Regions from separate parts of the Zea mays genome. Here region 1 is linked to region 2. A link is a contact called in public Hi-C data. All regions are on one chromosome and are shown on one strand. Each heading gives the region's core, a stretch centred on a gene start, on an enhancer-like site or on the middle of the called end of the contact. The rest is flanking DNA. Distances are from core to core; before and after follow the strand shown.

What was found. A called contact is a pair of places that touch in the nucleus more often than the background predicts.
Region 1: a Hi-C map of ear shows a contact between it and region 2, with 2.8 times the contacts expected there. The contact joins the promoter of LOC100273401 here to the promoter of LOC100192098 in region 2. A contact is called at or near these places in 2 of 25 Hi-C or Micro-C datasets (ear and tassel).

The regions. Positions count from the first base shown.
Region 1 is chr1:296,858,631-296,864,515 of Zm-B73-REFERENCE-NAM-5.0, reverse strand. LOC100273401 reads right to left here and starts at 4,038. Exons shown (of 1, transcript NM_001147838.2): 1 at 3,133-4,038. The coding sequence starts at 3,946. The coding sequence ends at 3,260. LOC103644203 reads left to right here and starts at 3,945. Exons shown (of 4, transcript XM_020544537.1): 1 at 3,945-4,050. The coding sequence starts at 3,945. It overlaps LOC103644204 (homeobox-DDT domain protein RLT3), which reads left to right. Exons shown (of 18, transcript XM_008667401.2): 18 at 1-89.
Region 2 is chr1:296,694,751-296,700,697 of Zm-B73-REFERENCE-NAM-5.0, reverse strand. It overlaps LOC100192098 (Hydroxyproline O-galactosyltransferase GALT4), which reads left to right and starts at 2,327. Exons shown (of 7, transcript NM_001137521.2): 1 at 2,327-3,326; 2 at 3,418-3,650; 3 at 3,824-4,111; 4 at 4,187-4,315; 5 at 4,399-4,572; 6 at 5,909-5,947. The coding sequence starts at 2,495.

The DNA of each region.
Region 1 (5,885 bases), core at 2,789-5,288, 160 kb before region 2:
TTGAACAAGTGAGGGAGGCATAGAAGACTTCATACGGATGAATTCATGATTAGAATAAAATTGCACCAAAAATCAATTTTGAACCGTTACCTTTTTGGTATCTCGTATATGTTTTTTTTTTGTCTATGTAGTGCTAGTTGATAAATTTCGGATAGATGTAAATAGGAAACTGAAACTCTATTCGGATAGATGTAAATAGAAAAATGAAACTCTATTTGTTTAAAATAAGTTAGATTATATAATCTGGATAGACTATAATCTCAATCAAACAAGCTTTAAAGGTTCTAGAGTCTAAAGGTTTTAGATTCAGTAGAATCAAAACTGAATCTATGAGATGCGATTTTGATATTGCTATACACGAGAAAGGATATGTTAGTTTGAAAGTTGAAATAGTGTACGGAAAGAATATCTATTGATATCTATGATCTATGATTTAGAGATGTTAGGATATGGATGAAGATGTTAGCATAGAACCAAAGTATAGTGGATGGAGTGGTGTTAACCATTTGACATTCTATATGATAAGAGGGTACCATACAAGTTAAAAAGACAAGTTTTACATGATGTTGATTAGACTTACTATGTTGCATGTTACATAATATAGATAGGTATTATAAAAATGTGTATATTGGGTTGGATTTATGTAAGAAGAGATCGAGTTTGAAATGATGATACATGTGATATACTAGAGTAGCTCCAATTTTTTAAAAAGAGCTTAACTAATACTGGGTGAGATGGTTTCGATATGTTCAACATACCGTAAGATGTTTTTAAAATGTATTGGTCCTCTAGGACCTAAAATCTTCCTTTTGAGAGTAATGAGGCACAACTCTTTTACGCTTTCTAGAAAAAAGACGCCATATATGCAGCTGCAAGTTGTGGACATGTGAAGTTGGTTTGGTTCCTAGTCGTTTATAGTTTAGTGCCTATTTACAACTGCGTGTAGTGTTAAGGCTCGCTTAAAATTCTTGACACGACAACATCGTCTCAGTGTCAGAGCGAGTTATGTTATCTCCATTCTAAAATAAGTCAGTCTCGCCGTAGTATTTGTGGTTTTGTGTTGTTTCTTTAAATAATCATAGTCTTGCAGACTTACCGTAATTATCAAAGAACAAGAACGGAGCAATACAATTACAACACTAGTTTCGTCCTCTCCTTCCATGTTTTAGGAGAGAAGATGGTGTAATAGTCTTTTATCTCCCTGATATGTATCGAGTTTCACATTTAAGCATGCTCGTATAATCAGTTTATATACAAGAAATGATTTTATAATATGCAATATTTCAGAAAAGGTACATGATATAGAAAAATAGATTATATCTGGTGCACATGAGAGTTTGGTGCACATATTAAATCATCACAATTTATCACAGATCTAACATTTCTGGTTGCTTTATATATTTTGTAAAGAATAGAACCATTAGATTTGTGATGGATGTTGATGATTTAATATATGCACCATGTGCATCAAACTCTCATGTGCACTAGATATGTTTCCATAGAAAAAATATAAACTCCAAACTCGAAGAAACTTAGATAATCTAAACAATTGCAAACAAAAACTTCAACGATGAAATTATACATTTGAAGGCTCTTGAACGGCACGAGAGTGACAACAGGTACGAATTGCACAAATGGTCGACCTGTCTAGCATTCGTATTGTCGACCTACTTATAGGGTCGAGCCCCCCTGTAAAATTACAGTTTACCCCTCCTTTTACATAGTAATGCTTCACATTGGAGAGTGTGCATGTATAACATTTCACCATACAAAACATTCCACACACGTCTTCTCTTCGCCGAAGGTCCTACTGTGCATCACCTTTCGATGAAGGTTTTCATTGTCGCCACAGAAGCTTTACTTCTGTCACCTTTGGCTCTATGCACTTTTAATTCGCTTCTAGGTAGCCAAAACAATATGATGAGGATTCAGTGAGCAGAGGTCAAAGTGCTTTAGAACATTTCGATCTCTTTGACATGAAACACCTGCTAGACATCGATTTTGTTTCTTTGGACCTTCGGTAGCCCCTCGCAGGTTTAGTTTATTTTTTGTAATTAGCTCAAACCACAAATCTAGTCTGAAGGGCTCCGAGGCAAAGGTCCGAAAACACCTCCTTTTGAGTTCTTTATAAAAACATAACATAGAAATATGCAAACTACAAGTGAAAACACATTTGCCTTTTGGGCCAAAATGGCAGTGAGTGCGTTTTGCACTTGATCCTCGATTGGTGAGCCATTATGGCTATATAAAGATGCGAGAGGTGTCGAGTTCTGCATGACATTCCTCCAGCTCCAATTTTTTCACTTATTTCAAATTCGAGCACTTTGACATTTAGCTTCATTTCAAGATTTTCTAATATGGCTCACATTCGTATGACCACTTCGGTTCCTATTCCCACTTCCTATGAAGCTCTCCAGCGAGACAATGTAAGTAGCACCATTGAGGAGGAGAATCATGTGGAAGAAGTTGTTGACAGCCCAACACGAGTCGTAAAGAAGGAAAGCATGGTTTGAGGAACCCAACCTAACAATGAAGAGCCTGGCGTCGAAGAGGACGCCGAGGATGATGAAAGTGCCCTAAGGCCCAGGCATCGAGTCATTTAGATATTGGGAAATCAGTGGTAAAAGATGGGGACCAGAAGGTGTATGTGAAGCTTGAATATATAGACAATTTTAAGCTTAGCCGCCTTGGCGGTAACAACGAGACACCATAGCCATGGAGAGACAATTGTTGTGTATAAGAGCTTCTTCTAGGAAGGGCTTCACTTTCTAGTGCAACCAATGTTTTTGTAAGTATTGAGGAAGTATGTAAAACTATTTTCATTAGTTACCCCAAGTGCTATAATGCGATTAGGGGTGTTCATATGGGATGCCCGGTCAGCTAGTCGAAGTAACTCCGAATTCTTCTATAGAGCACACGAGCTTGATTACGAGACAAAAGCCTATGGAATGTTATAACTTCCAATATCATCAAGATATGACAACACCTATTCAACAGCGAAATTTGGGTATTACCATAAAAAATAGCTAATTATATGAGGTAAGTCTAATTTTCGTGGGCCTATGCACGACGCAAGTTACGGAAATTGCTGTTGTGTACAGTAAATTTATACATGTTTACCTCGTGTTGTGGCTAAATCACACAACTTTATTATTGATCAAATAAAATTATTTAATAATGCGAAACAACATTAGTTATGTACTGATGAAACAAAACTGTAAGGAAATTGCAAATCTAGCGAGCAGGTCGGCCGCGCGCGCTATCCTTTCTGGAACTTGGACTTGAGGAGCTTGATGGTGTCGGCGTCCACCTGGAAGCTCTTGGCCAGGACGTCGTCAGGGATCTCCGGGTCGGCCCCGAACAGGGTCTGCGCGGCGAGCACGACGCCGGGCAGCTGGCTGTTGAAGACGGTCATGGCGCGCGCGGCGCCTTTGCCGACGTTGTACTGGAAGTGGACCATCCCGCGCGGGATGACGAAGCTCTCCCCGGCGCGCACCACCTTGGAGTAGAACCTGCCCTCCGTGCTGACGAAGCCGACCAGCATCTCGCCGGCCTCCACGTGCACCAGCTCGGCGGACCGCGGGTGGGTGTGCAGCGGGTTGACGCCGCCGGGGGCGAGGTCGACGCGGTTGATGGACAGGCCCAGCGTGTTGAGCCCCGGGAACGCCTCCACGTTGCCCGGCGTCACGCCCGCGCCCATCGGGTTGTCCGTGCTCGCGCCGCCCGCGTGCGCCGCGAAGAAGAAGTCGTCCGAGACCACCGTCGACGCCGGCTTGCACGGGAAGCCCGGGTAGGTGCTGGAGGAGGAGGACGCGTTGTTGTGGCCGCCCGGCGCCACGGCCACGCAGAAGTCCTGCACCGGGTCCGGGTCGGCGCGGCAGACGGTGGCGAGCAGCGTCGCCGACAGCAGCAGGAGGAGGAACGAAGACGACGCTGGCTTCGACATGGCTCTGGATTGGAGCACCGTGCTCGTGCTCTGCTGGCGTGACACGATCGATCGATATGTGTGTCTGTCGATGATCGTGCTGAGCTTCGATTGGCGTTTTGGAGGTATGCTGCCATGGCTATATAAACCGGAGCAAGTGTATGTGTGGTGCGCGCGCGCGTGAAGAGGACGTGCGATACAAACGCCAAGGAATTGAAGGGTTCAAAGGCTGCCCCTGTCCAGGTTGACTTTGTGACCGAGACATCCACAAGCCGTGTGCGATATTTCCTTGCAGTGCCATGGTTGCCATTGTCAAGTTGTAGTAGGTGGCTTGACCATGGTACGTCCACATCCTAGGGATGGCAACGCTCGTGCCCACCGGTAAAAATCATATAGGGTATGAGTTTAATGGCTAGTTTGGGAACTACATTTTTCCAAGGGATTTTCATTTTCTCAAGAAAAAATGAACTAATTTCTCATAGAAAAATAGAAATCCTTCAGAAAAATAGCGTTCCCAAACTAGTCCTAAGTATGAGTTTATATCCACGTGGGTGCAGGTTTGATTCTCAATCCGACAGATTTTTTCTCACGGGTATAAAAATGCTATACCTGTTCCCACAAATCCGTTTACCCGCAATATATATATATATATATATATATATATATATATATATATATATATATATATATATATATATATATATATAAGCATGTATGTACATAATATATACACACATATATAATTACATATATACACATAAATATATATAAAAATGATACATATATATATATGTATAATTATGTGTGTGGGTATATTCATGGGTTTGTGGCATTCACATGTCATTGGTATATGTAGCATATTGTATCTGCCGCGGATAATAGATACGTGTGTAAGTTAAACCCGGGGATACGAGTTTTAAAACTCTCTGACCGCGTGTTTCAAACCGGTTGTCATCCCTAATCCTAGCGTTCCGTTAAGTTGCGATGGGCCAGCTGATCCTGGCCGTCGGATCGTGACCCCGAGTGCTCTATGACGACGGGCCGGGGTCCGGCAATCATCGTATCGCCAGCGATGACGGACGGAGTACGTCTTGGCTTGCAAGTTCTGTGGTTTGGTGGAGACCTGGTCGGCCATGGAAGAGGCATGCGAACTTTCGTCTCCCATCCAATGGAAGATGAATCAACGCGAAGTCCCTGCATGATGCAACCAGTAAAGTGAAAGAGCAGTAAAAGTCGGCGCCCGCGCAGCAGCTAGCACTTTACAGTTTACACACGGCACACCTTTGGGACTTCACCGTCGAGTGGCCCGGCCCAAAAGTCTCAGAACAAACCCAGCTTCGAGGATTTTCTTGGCCTGGGCATATATACAACTAGTAACTTAGCTCGTGTCTCGCGCGAGCAGTCGATGTTTTACATATTTTAGAGCATTCATATAGGAACAACAAAATATGTAGACATGTATAGAAGTGACACAATTATCTGAACAGACAACTGGACACAGTGGTAGAACATTTCAATCATTTATATTAGTTCAAATGCTGGATTTACAGTTAGGTCACTGAATGCAATGGCTAAACATTTCAGTATCATTCAGATCCTTTCTCCTTCGCACTGCCTTTGGATTAAAATTCTAAAGCAGACAATCCATGGACAATGAAATTTTACCTTTTACGCTTCTATGGGAAAAAATGAGAACAAAAGCTAGTGTTCACTCTGTTCAACTACTCGATGATGACAATGTGGCTTCGATGAACTTTTCTGTGTAGTGTTACAGATGCTTGACTCTCAATGGCTTGCAAGGCGAGCTAGTTATATATGGAATTCAATGTGAGCATTCTTCATTAGGACAACATTTTATGCACGGTAGTGGTGGTTTCCCATGTCATTATCTACTTTGAGTTGATTAATTTATGTCCATATTATTAGGAGGTTCTGAAGTCCACTCGGGTTCAGTCAGAGC
Region 2 (5,947 bases), core at 1,078-3,577:
GGTTGTACTACCAGTAATTGTAGCAGGATGGGTTGGGTCTAATCCTTGGCCCTGCTAGAACTCAGGATCCCACATGGGTGGGGGGAAATCTGGTTACCTGTACTGGGGCTAGCACCAGGAGGTCGAATAGGTGTGTTTCTGTTGTTGTCAGCCATTCTGGGAATGAAATACACGGATCAATTAATTTGGAAAATAGATAACACACTTGTACTAAAATGTAGCAAGTTTCATGCACTCCACATAAGGTTCATACAAAAGCAACATTAACAAACATCCGACATGTCCTACATCGGTTACCCATGCATCACAGACATCACACAAAAGTTTGTATTTATTTCGATGCATTACTAGCACTAAGACCTTGGTCTAGGTACCACATTTACAGGTTCTAAATGCTATACCTAGTGGACATGTCCGAGTCATAAGAGTCATTGTCACTGGCCTCATACAATTCTGGTGAGGAAGGGGGGTGAAAGGAAATTGTCTACCCACTGGGTCCACATGCTCCACAACTTTAATTTCTTCCTCCATCCTCACCTTCTCTGGGTCTGGCCTTGCTTTGCTCTCTAGGGCATCCTGCTCCATCAGGTCTACCTCCTTTCGAATTGCAAGTAGTGCATTCAGAAGGTAATGCTTGTCACCCAAATGCCTGAAAGCCTCTTCTAGAAAGCTTCTAATATTCAATGCACCAGTTTCGACTGAGTCTGCAAGATTGAGGACCAAGTGTTGCAGTACTTTGGCATCATGGCTGCTCATCTTGAATCCTATCCTCAAGCAGTTTCTCCTTTGCTAGACAAGGTGCATACATGAAAAAATTAGGCCCACTGTTGTTACTAATTAGTGAAATTAAAGTGGTCATGGCAGCTACCAAAAACAGGAAGTGTTGGGCCAAAAATGTTATTGTGCAAGAAGAATGCTAAACTATTTATACACATTTTATAAACACTTGACCCGTGGGTAGGTAAATTTGTTGGTTGCATTTAGTAAACTAAAATTACACAAAACAAATGAAACACATACAGCATTCATGGAAACTAGACTTATGAAAATGATTAAAAACAATGTACTATAGCGAAAAAGGATTTAGAACCTCAATTACTTGAAGTGGACGTCAAATAATCAACTAATATTTTGAAGCTGTATAATAAGTAAAGGTGTTCGTTAGTTGCATGCAATGGTTACTCATGTAAGGAAACACTACTGGAAATTCTAGATTCACTGAGTGCAATTCATAGACAGAGTTTACGGGCCTACAAGGTTAGTAAAGTATGGATCCTTACAGTTATCCAAAAAAAAAGCTAAGCTAATTTTTGGATGAAATCAACCTACACAATGGCCGAATCGGAGATCCGAGATAACCTAAACCCTAACCGTGAAAGAAGTCGAAGAACACATAAACCCTACCTGTCAAACCAGATCAAGAACAGGTAAACCCTAGTGTAAATCGAAGCTACGTTTATTTGGGCAACAGATTCAATCATAGGTGCAGAAAATGGCGAAGTCACGAATCGTACCTTGGACCTTGAAGATCGAATGAAGCAGATCGGCTCAACGTAGATCTATCGTCGAATCGATGACCTCCCTTTGCCCGAGACCCCGCAGGCGACGTGCCGGCGGACAGAGAGCAACGGCGGCGGCGTCTTCGCATGGATCTGCCGGGTCGGCGGTCCGCGAAGGTTGAAGGCGGATCCGCGTCGAGCTCCCCCACCGTGCTCGCCGCTCGGAGCAAGAAAACCGAATCGCGGGAGAGGGCGGCGTGACGGGTACCTTCTCCGGCGGGCCGACCGTCGCACTTGGTTCGCCTCCAAGACCATCCTCGGAGTATTCCGAACCCGCGAGCGTGTGGGCGAAGGAAGCGGCTGCGGGGGAGGAATGCGGCGTAGCGTGCCCCTCCATTTAGCGTGAGAGAGAAAGAATCGGGGAGGGAGAGGAGGAGGATGACTGGAGGAGGACGCCGGTGAAGGGGAATGAGGTGTACTGTAGCCCCTATATTGTGTACAGTATTAGGGGAGGGGAGGGCTGCGGACACCGTTGAAGACAGTCTAAATGCACTACTACAGTGGTAGGGTGCCCCCTTCCCCTTCCTGTCCACGTGGCATCGGCCCGCCCTCCCTACGCCGCCCGCGCCCGCAAGACGGGGCCCAGGGCTCTATGCCATGCGCCGAACGCACGCGGCCTTCTTGCGCCACGATCACGCAAAATGTTACATTTCCGCACGGCTTTTTAAAATCAGGGAAGGCCCAGATTACGTTCTATAGGAGGGAATTTCCCGTCCAATTTATTAACATATCGGGCTCCGGCTCGGCCACTTCGTTTGCACCCCCCGCTCGGCCGCCTCCACCGCTGCCTCGCTCCCTCCGCGCCCACCACGGAGAGCACGCGCGGCGTGCAGCTTCCCTCGCGCGCCTCGCCTTCCCGCTGCTCTGTCCGTTCACCTGCGCTCCTCCTCCTAGGGTTAGGTCACGCGTCGCCGTGGGCCGCGGCGCCCGGCGCAATGCGAAGGCCGTCGGGGGCCGGCGCGCCGTGCCGCAGCCGCGCGATCCAGGTGCTCGTGGCGGTCTCCTTCGCCTACGCGCTCGCCGTGCTGCTCCTCGAGTCGCCGTTCGTGTCCACGTCCCTGCTCGGGGCGGGGGCGTCCGCCGCGGCTTCGCGGAAGCTCCACCTCGCCGGCGCGTGGGAGGGCGTGAGGCGCGCCGTGCCGGCGCGCCCCGCCAAACACCCGCACAGGGAGACCCTCTCGTCGGACGCGGGGCGAGGACGGGCGCGCCGGTTGGCAGGGATCGTCTCTGGCCTCGAGCTCTGCCACCTCAACTCCACCCGCTCCGGCTCGCTACGCAAGGTCGCCGCCGAGGCTGCCGAGTCAGGGGCCCGCGTGTTCTCCGACCTGGAGGCTCTAGCGACGGCCCTGGCGTCCTCGCGTGATTCGTCAGGGGAGGAAGAGAAGAGCAAGTGCCCTCACTCGATCGTCCTCAGCGGCGACGAGTTCCGGGAGAGGGGGCGGGCGGTGGAGCTGCCGTGCGGCCTGACGCTGGGTTCGTATATCACGGTCGTCGCGACACCGCACGAGGCGCACCCTGAGCGGGATCCTAAGATCACGCTGCTCAGGGAGGGTGAAGAGCCGATCATGGTGTCGCAGTTCATGATGGAGCTGCAGGGGCTCAAGACGGTGGACGGCGAGGATCCGCCCAGGATTCTCCACTTCAACCCGCGCCTCCGCGGCGACTGGAGCGGCAAGCCGGTGATCGAGCAGAACACCTGCTATCGCATGCAGTGGGGCACTCCGCTCCGCTGCGAAGGCTGGAGGTCACGTGCCGACGAGGAGACTGGTCTGCACCCTCCACTATCACCAGATAAAGTATTGTTAATCTACCGATTACATTGGCCCAAAGATTTTATTCTGATTGGATTGTTCTGCAGTGGATGGGTTGGTGAAGTGTGAGAAGTGGATTCGGGATGATGAAGGGCGGTCGGAGGAGTCAAAAACGTCATGGTGGCTGAACCGGCTTATTGGCCGCACAAAGACAGTCTCCGTTGATTGGTCATACCCATTCGTCGAGGACCGCCTGTTTGTTCTCACTCTCACTGCTGGGTTCGAGGGTTACCATGTGAATGTTGATGGACGGCATGTGACATCATTTCCATACCGCACTGTAAGTGCTTCTCGTTTGTACATGAATAGATGGGGAATGGAATGCAATATTATATAAGTGCTTCTCGTTTGTACATGAGTATATCTTATTATACCAGGTCTACAAATATTAATATCGGTGCACTGCCATCCGTGTTTGACACTGTTAACTTTTGTCGCTGGTGGTGCTTGTAGGGATTTGTTCTTGAGGATGCTACTGGCTTATCATTGGATGGGGACCTTGATGTGCAATCAGTGTTTGCGGGGACTCTGCCCACCACACATCCTAGCTTTTCTCCACAGAAACACCTAGAGATGTTACCCAGTTGGCAGGCTCCTCCCCTTCCAGACGAACCAGTTGAGATTTTCATCGGTATCCTGTCAGCAGGCAACCATTTTGCTGAGCGAATGGCTGTGAGAAAGACATGGATGTCTGCTGCTCAGAAGTTGCCGAATGTTGTGGCCCGGTTTTTTGTTGCCCTGGTAAATCTTGAAGACCAAACTCGAGTACTTTTTTTTTGTTGGACTTGAGTTGGTCATTTTTTTTCTTTTCTGCAGCATGGCAGGAACGAGATTAATGCAGAGCTGAAAAAGGAGGCTGAGTTTTTCGGGGACATTGTTATTGTGCCATTCATGGATAGCTATGATTTGGTTGTTCTCAAGACAATTGCCATATGCGAGTATGGGGTATGTCTAAGTGCTTTCTTTCTTGCTACTATGAAGTCCCTGTAAAACACTTTGTCACTATTATAATGAACTTGTCCTCTCAGGTCCATGTTGTATATGCTAGATACATAATGAAGTGTGATGATGATACTTTTGTTAGACTTGATTCAGTAATTGCTGAAGTGAAGAAAATCCAGAACGGTGAAAGTCTCTATATAGGGAACATGAATTATCGTCATAAGCCATTGCGTGATGGTAAATGGGCTGTTACTTATGAGGTAAACTTATATTTGATTCCACAATGATCTCATATGCCCTTTTTCCTTTCATTGATTGAAAATGAAGGTGCTCTGCGCACTATGTTGTTGTAGCGAACTGTTCAATACAGTATATTTGGTCTGTATGGGTATTAAACATTAGGGCTAGTTTGGGAACTCCATTTTCAAAGGGATTTCTATTTTCCTAAGGGAAAATAAACTAATTTCCCTTGGGAAAATGAAAATCCCTTAGGAAAATGGGGTTTCTAAACTAGCCCTTAGCAATAGCAATCATACTTGTTCCCCTAGTAGTGTATAAATTGGTTCATGAAACCTTAAAACCAGGTAAAAAATCAATTCATGGTACCTTGATGTCAAATTTACGGAATCTTTCTCCTGTTTAGGGCTAGTTTGAGAACTCCATTTTTCCAAGGGAAAATGAACTATTTTTTCTTGGGAAAATGGGGTTTCCAAACTAGGCCTTAAAGAAATCTAATAAGGTTCATTTCTGGATACTATATTTCACAGATGACATAACTGAATGAGTCAATGTGGCAATGCTACATGGATTAACATTGAAATTAACTCCATTAAGTTGAATTGTCTAACTGATTATGGTTCCACATGAAAAAGCGGCTTTGTGAAGCTGTTTCCTGTAAATGCCTTTGTGCTATTTGCCATCTAACCTGTCTGGTTTTTTCATCCAAACAACCATGTGTGTTGACTTCTGTTTGATATACATTTGAAGCTGCTGTAGCATTGAATCTTCCAAACTTCACCCTCAGTTTATAGCTTTTGATCTTTAACCAATACCTTTTTTTTCATTGTTAAAATTACTATGCATATTCATCTGAAACGTCGATGTTGTTACTGTATGCAGCCTCTGCCTCTATCCACTCCATTGTTAATATATCCACTATGTTCTAATTAATTCATGTAATGTTTTCTTAACTCGACCGTATCTGCATTTAATGTAACAAAACGAAACTTGATCTTTTGTACATTTAATATTTCAGCAGTAAAAGTTGCCATAACAGATTGGTTGTTGCTGTTGCTTTGTTGGATAAGTCTGTACAAAAATAGATATCTTACCCTCAAATATGATTGTGCAACCTTTGATCTCATAATATGTCACTTTTATACCATACCTGTGACTGCAATGCTGCACTTAGCAAAGAGGTATCAAAGAGGTATCCTCTACTTCTACCTCTCTCGACTTTGCTTGACTCAGTATATCAGTGGAAGAATTGATGGTCTACTAGAGATGCCTTTTTTATCCTTCTCTACTTCATTCTCTTATGAAGTGCCCCCTTTTTTAATGCATGCATTTTCTCATCTATGCTTCTGTGTTTTACAGGAATGGCCAGAAGAGGATTATCCCATCTATGCAAATGGT